Linked DNA regions of Zea mays: region 1 is linked to region 2. A link is a contact called in public Hi-C data. All regions are on one chromosome and are shown on one strand. The core of a region is the stretch at or near the end of the contact, and the rest is flanking DNA. Distances in the headings are between cores, read along the strand shown. Region 1 holds the start of LOC100272285 (CRS2-associated factor 1 mitochondrial). Region 2 holds the start of LOC103641203 (Octicosapeptide/Phox/Bem1p (PB1) domain-containing protein / tetratricopeptide repeat (TPR)-containing protein).

The links. Hi-C and Micro-C count contacts between places; a contact is called where the count stands out from the background.
Region 1: a contact with region 2 is called in a Hi-C map of tassel, with 3 times the contacts expected there. The contact joins the promoter of LOC100272285 here to the promoter of LOC103641203 in region 2. A contact is called at or near these places in 13 of 25 Hi-C or Micro-C datasets (bundle sheath, ear, endosperm and 5 more).

The regions. Positions count from the first base shown.
Region 1 is chr10:72,458,071-72,461,583 of Zm-B73-REFERENCE-NAM-5.0, forward strand. LOC100272285 (CRS2-associated factor 1 mitochondrial) reads right to left here and starts at 2,241. Exons shown (of 5, transcript NM_001146772.1): 1 at 1,602-2,241; 2 at 1,392-1,519; 3 at 1,030-1,255; 4 at 826-953; 5 at 193-737. The coding sequence starts at 2,166. The coding sequence ends at 510.
Region 2 is chr10:72,299,203-72,302,209 of Zm-B73-REFERENCE-NAM-5.0, forward strand. It overlaps LOC103641203 (Octicosapeptide/Phox/Bem1p (PB1) domain-containing protein / tetratricopeptide repeat (TPR)-containing protein), which reads right to left and starts at 1,433. Exons shown (of 3, transcript NM_001397162.1): 1 at 1-1,433. The coding sequence starts at 1,227.

The sequences.
Region 1 (3,513 bases), core at 991-3,490, 160 kb after region 2:
CAACTTTGGTTAATCTACGGATAGGGAAAGAATTAAATTGCACAAAAAAGTGGTGGATAGATAAGGCTTAGAAATTAGAGGCAATTTCTGCAATTTTGCTCACTACCTTAATTACCATCGCAAATATCTTAATCCCTTCCATGCCAAGCATTTTTTTTTACCCTTCTATGTCATCATCAGTGATATATAAGAGATTAGAACATGCAGCTTTTTTACCCTTCTATGCCACTAGCAATGGCATGAAAAGGTAAGAAATTGCATCCGAGTGGTAATATAAGGAATTAGAACATTTACAATGGCATGGCAAGTAAGGTCTTGGACAAAATTGCAGTGGAATTTTCTCTAGAAATTACCATGGCTTACATGTGATACAATGCAACTATCATGGTTAGAGAATACACAAACTTTTACATTGAGGACTTGTCAATTCCATTGTTGATGTGTAGAGCTTGCAACTATGTGAACTGTGTATTCTGGATATGTCAGATCAACCTAAAAGAGTCTAGGTCCTAAATTACTTTTGTAATTTGGCACTTCATCTCAGAACACCCATCATATGACAAATCACTTGGTATTTGTTCCTGATCACCAGTCTCATCCTTCACTGATGCAACATCTGAGTCGATAAATGAAAGGAATGACTTCTGTGTTCGATCTTGTAGGCTCCCATCTTCATTTCCCCTCCAAACAATGATTTGCTCCTTGTCAAATGAGACAAGAATGCAAGGAACAAGGTCCTAAACCAAAATAAGAGTGTGGAGTATACTCAGTTATAAATGATTTTTAAATCACATATGTAGTTTGAACAGGTAGCCATACACTCACCCTGAGCTTAACTCCAATCTTCTTATAGTCACTTTTTGGCAATCCTTTGCAGTCTATTCGAACCAGCTCATCCGTCAAAAAGGCATCCCGGACCATTGGCACGAGACTAGCATAATATCCATTCTTGGCTGCGAGATAGAATGGTTGTTTCACACACTTATTCCTTACAATACATATAGGTGGAGAAGGGGAGGAAAAAAATACCAAGTTTTGTCAAAACAGGAACATGTAGGCCCTTCTTCCTCATTTGCTTTGTCTCCTCAACTGTGAGCCCTTCTATTGTCGTTTTGATTAGCCTCGGGTAAACAGGTTCAGCAGGCTTCCACAGCATCAACGGAACAACAGGTCTTTTCTTTGGATTATAGTGCCTACCCCTGTACAGTATCAACAGGCTACCATGCCGGTGGATGATCAGGCCACCAGTTTTATCCTGGACAAGAAGTAGACATAGTTATGCTTGTCCTCAAAAACCAAATGTTGCAACCAGTGACATCAAACCATAACTCCAAAAATGGTTTGCATATCGACAACCATAACTACTTAAAATGTTACAACCAGTGCTATACCTCAAGCTGATGGCACACGTTTTGCATATCGACCGTTGGCACGCCGAGGCATTTTATCCTGACGGCCTCGCAGGTCTTCCAGTTGTTGTGAACGTCGCTTAGCATGTTGTGAGTAAACCCATCTCTCCCTAGAGAAATTGACAAACATCATTCATCACGACAGTTTGAAATGCATCCTTTGCTTCGCGCCGAAGCCGAGCAAAATCCTACCAAGGTTGATCTGACGCTTGGTGCGGTTCTTCTGGCACCTGTCGACCAAGAACGCACGCTCCGCGGGGGTGAGAGGCTCTCCCAGTACCCGCTCCCGCTCTCGCCGGCGCGCCTCCTCAAGCCCCCTCTCGGCGTCGGGAAGGGGGTCCTCTGCCTCGACGTCCCGCAGGGTAGCGTCGACGGCGGGCGCGCAGAGCCCCGTCCAGGGCCGGTCGAGCCGCCCGGGCCCGAACGGGGAGTACCTGGGCTCGCGCAGCCCGATGGGCTTGGAGGCCGGGGTGCTCTCGGTGTAGCTGAAGCGGAAGTCGAAGGGGAGGTCGGAGTGCGCGGGCGGGCGACCGCCACGGTCCAGCGAGGACGGAGGGCGGTAGGGCGGCTTCTTCGCGCGGCGCTTCTTCGCAGCGGCGGCGGAGTCGGCGGTGTCGCTGTGAGGTTCTCGCGGGGCCGGGGTGAGGGAGTCCGGGGCCACGAAGCCGTAACGGTCCAGGAGGCGGGAGAGGTGGCGGCGGGGAGGGAGGCCAGGAGGAGCGCGCGCGCGGCGGAGGGTACCGGGGAGGGTGAGCATGGGGCGGCTGGGAGGTCACGGCGGCTCACTGGGGAGTGGGGACACAGTCCGTCGGGCGGCGGTGATGACTGATTGGGTTACAGAACAGAGCCTTCTCCTGGTAGTGGTTTGGGGACAAATCGCGTCCGTGCAACGGAAGGCTGCCCAAACAAACGAACGGCCCGATTCGATTGTCACTGTGATCTCAGGCAAGAGGCCCGCCTTGATGCTGTGAGATTCGGGTGGGTTAGGCGGTTAGCCGTCTCCAGAGCTTATCTTAACTCTTATTCCATCTCTATTTTAAAATTCTACTTTATAAACAGTAAACTCTAAAGTACAAATAGTGTTATGTATGACCAACAATCATACTCACGATTTGAGTCGTTACACTAAAGATGGGCTATGAGAAATCATTCGAAGCCCAATACGACAAGAAGACCCACGTAGCGCTCCAAGTAATATCACCTCGCTAGCTGAAGAAGTACGAGCGACCGAGTAAACTATAAAAAAGGAGTCGGGCTCATTTTTTAACTCATCTTTCTCTAGCTGGTGGCTAAGATAAAGTGTAATATTTATTTTTATTAGTTTATTATTTAATATATGGACAATATGTTCGCTTTGATATTAATTTTTTTATGGATATCAAATATGATTGTGTGTCGGCACAACGCACGTAGAAGTAGGGATGGTAATAGACTCTAAATTTTACACTATATAAATTTTAGAGCCGAAGTACAAATGTGATTTTGCCCCTCAAAATTCGACTTTGTGATTTTGGGTCACTTTTTTTAAAATGAAAAATAAGTTTGTCCCTGCTTCTATTAGATGATAATAAAGATGTGAAATAGGACATACATAGACAAATTTTACCCTTAGATCGTAATTATGATTTTGCCCCTTCTTTGAAAAAACAGGGGTAAAATCACAATTATAGAACAGACAGATTCTAAAGAAGGGCGCAAAATCATATTTACGACGAAAGAATAAATGTCTTTATATGTCCTATTTCACACCATTACTTCCATCTAACATAAGCGGAGATAGACTTGTTTTTTGTTTTAAAAAAGACATGAAATCACAAAGTCGTTGCACTTCCATCAAGGATAGAAACACAATTGCTCCTAAAATTTAAGAATCAAATCGGATTACCGGATTACGATCAAACTCTATTTCTACTCAATTTCAAACTAAATTAATTAAAGACCCTAACCTATTATAAAGAAATATTTGGAATGCACGTGCATTGGACTAGTTATAAAAAATTAGCGAGTTATCATAAATTCATAATTCAAGTACGCAGTCAGAGATTCAGTTGCAAGTACGCAGTCAGAGATTCAGTTGAAGACGATGGAGTGGCAAATGCGCAAA
Region 2 (3,007 bases), core at 183-2,682:
GTCATCAGCGTAATGCTTATGCTCAACATCATGCCCAATGGTCCCATTATCCAACATGATATCACGATTTCTCTCTAACGTGGCAAAGGAAGGACGTCTCCTGACCCCATCCACACCAAGCTCTTGAACATGATTAACCTCTACAACATAGAATCGGATTGGCACTTGCGAAACTGCCAGATTGCTTGCCCAGCTTAGCTCCTCAGACAAGGTTATCGTCACCAAGTCTTCTTCTTTGTCTTTATACTTGATCAGAAACGCTTTCAGTGACGGGAATTTGTTCTGAACTATTTCTCTCAATTGTGGCAGAGAGCAGTTAGCTGGCATCTGAGCACACCTGATGTCCTCTCCAAAGACCAGCTTCACATCCTTCATGACTTCCTCCTTGGCACCAATGTTGTCCTGACAATGATTCACTGCAGAATGCTTTTGCTGCTTGCTCTCACCACACCTCGGTTTCTTTCCAGCAGCGTGTGCACCTCGCTTTTTGCCCATGTCCTTCTCTCCCGTCTCAGTACTTTGTTCTAGCTTCTCGAGACCATTGGATTCACTATCTTCAGTATGATCCTGATGATTCCCTGTTCCATTTGTTTGTCTCGGGCCAGCCTGCTTCTCCGTGGAAGCAGATTCTAGTAGCGCAATACCATTTTCACCCTCCCGCCCCCCCGCAACCGAATCAAAACGCTTATTACGAGATTTCTTCCTCTCCTCTCCTTTGGCGCTAGCAATCTCATTCTCATCCTCTGGCAGCACATCCAAGGCAACCGAGATACCCTTATCCTCCAATGCCGTACGCACCCTGTCCGAGATCTGGCGCGCGGCGCGGTTGCCGGGCTCCCAACGCAGCACCGTCCGGATGTCCCCCCACGCCAGGTCGGGCCTGCCCAGCGCCTCGAAGCAGGCGGCCCGGCGGAGCAACGCCCTGCTGTACCTGGGCACCGCCTCCAGCGCGAGGTTGCACTCGTGGATGGCGTGGTGGAACTCCGCGGGGCTCATGCGCATGTAGCAGTGCGCGATGCTGGCCCGGAGGTGCGCCGCCTCGACGCGCCGCCCGGCGGGGAGCAGCTGGACCGCCTTGTCGTACTTGAACGCCGCGCCCTCGAAGTCCCGCCTGTTGAACAGCCGCGTGCCCTCCTCCTTGAGCTCCCGCGACAGCTCGAGGAACACCGCGTCGTCGCCATCGGCCTCCGCCTCCGCCGGATTCCTGGCCCCCGGGGGCTTCCCCATGGTTGGGGCCTGGCGCTGGCCGGCGGCCGCCCTCCTTCGTCCTTCCCCCAAATGAAACGCCTTTCCCCTCTCGCTTCTTGGGGACAAAGAGGAAACCTTCAATCTCGGCAGTTTTGAAGATTTTAAGCGGGAGGGAACGGAAACGGGAAACAGGAACCAGAAGCTGCACGCGCTCTTCCTCTTCCAGTCCCACTCCCACCCACCCCACCAAGAAACGAAATGCGCGAGAGAACGCTAAAAGTGCGGGGTTTTGTCTGTGCTCGCCCGCGGGCCGAATCTAAGAAACAGAGGTGGGAGTATAGATGTCCCAGCACGAAGCCCGCGAGCCCGGCACGAAGCCCGTTTTTTGGGCCCAGTCCGAGCCCGGCATGGCCCGGTTATATGCGGGCCCGGGCCGGCCCGGCACGAATAAGCGGGCCGGGCTCGGACAGGAAATTAGGCACGGTGGGCTAGCCCGGCACGGCTCGTTTAGCTCTAAGCCCGTTAAGCCCGCTTTTTTTACACTAAAACGTGCTTTTCGGCCCGCATAGCCCGCTTTTCGGCCCGCTTTTTCGTGCTAAACGGGCCGGCCCGGCCCGTTTAGGCCCGTTGCGGGCCGGGCTCGGACAAGGAATTGAGCCCGCGTGCTTAGCCGGCCCGGACCGGTTTTTAATCGTGCCTAGCGGGCCGGGCCCAAAACGGGCCAGGCTTCACCGGACCCGGGCCGGACCGGGCCGGGCAGCCCGTTTGGACATCTATAGGTGGGAGCGGAAGATGCTTCGACGGCACGGAAGGAGCAGCCGAAGACAGGACACGAGGCGGCGAAGCAAACGGCAGCAGCCAAGCAACCAAAGCAGAGGAAGTAGTAAAGGGAAAGGAAGGGAAGTTGGATAGGGTAGGGGCGGGTGGACAAATGGCGCGAGACCCAAAGTCACGGAACGGAGAGGCGATACGATACGAGACGCTTTTTGTTTTTTCTTGGTGGAATCGAGGCTACGGGTGACAGCCGACTTGGGCTGCCGTGCGCGGTGCGCCAGTGCCGTTCCAGCCCAGCCGGAGGAGACGGGCCCGCAGGGCCGTGACCCACGAGCGGGGCATGTACGACGTCAATAAAGACGCCGTGACCATATTATTACGCGTATGGTACACTAATACAAAAATGTTACTAGCAAACAATAATTACAAGGAAATGGATAACACACATATTATCATCATCTCAATACCTTACAAATGCTTTGACAATGACGACTACAATGTTACTCCCTAAGTTTACATTAGATATTTCAAATGATTTCTTTTGATTAGATTAGACTCTTCATGTTGCTTTTAGTAGTAAGCTAAAGATTTTTTTCTAAGGTAATGAAACTATTTAACAAAACAAAAAAGAGTTTCAAGGACCTGTTAGATCTTTCCTATCAGTAGGAAAAAAATATCATGGTACACCACTATCGATACCTTAAATATGGGGTACCCACTCATAACGGGTCAGACAGAATCCATATGGCTATCAGTGGCCATGGGAGGACGAGTGGTCTACCCCGGCTTGGGGCCTAGGCCTGTCCAGTAGGACTGCAAGCCTCTGGACTGGTCACCCCAGGTCCCGGTGGTGGGACTGCTCGTTTAGCTACATCCCGGAATTGGACCCCACGGAACGGTCCCGGACCCCCCCATGTGTGACATCCATACCTCCGGCCGAGGGAGGTCTGGTGTCGCCGCGTGCCCAAGCCGTCACAAAAGGACCCGAACTTCCCTAGGTGTTTCCAGACTCCCAATTTGGAGAGGTCCGGGGCTACCACGTCTG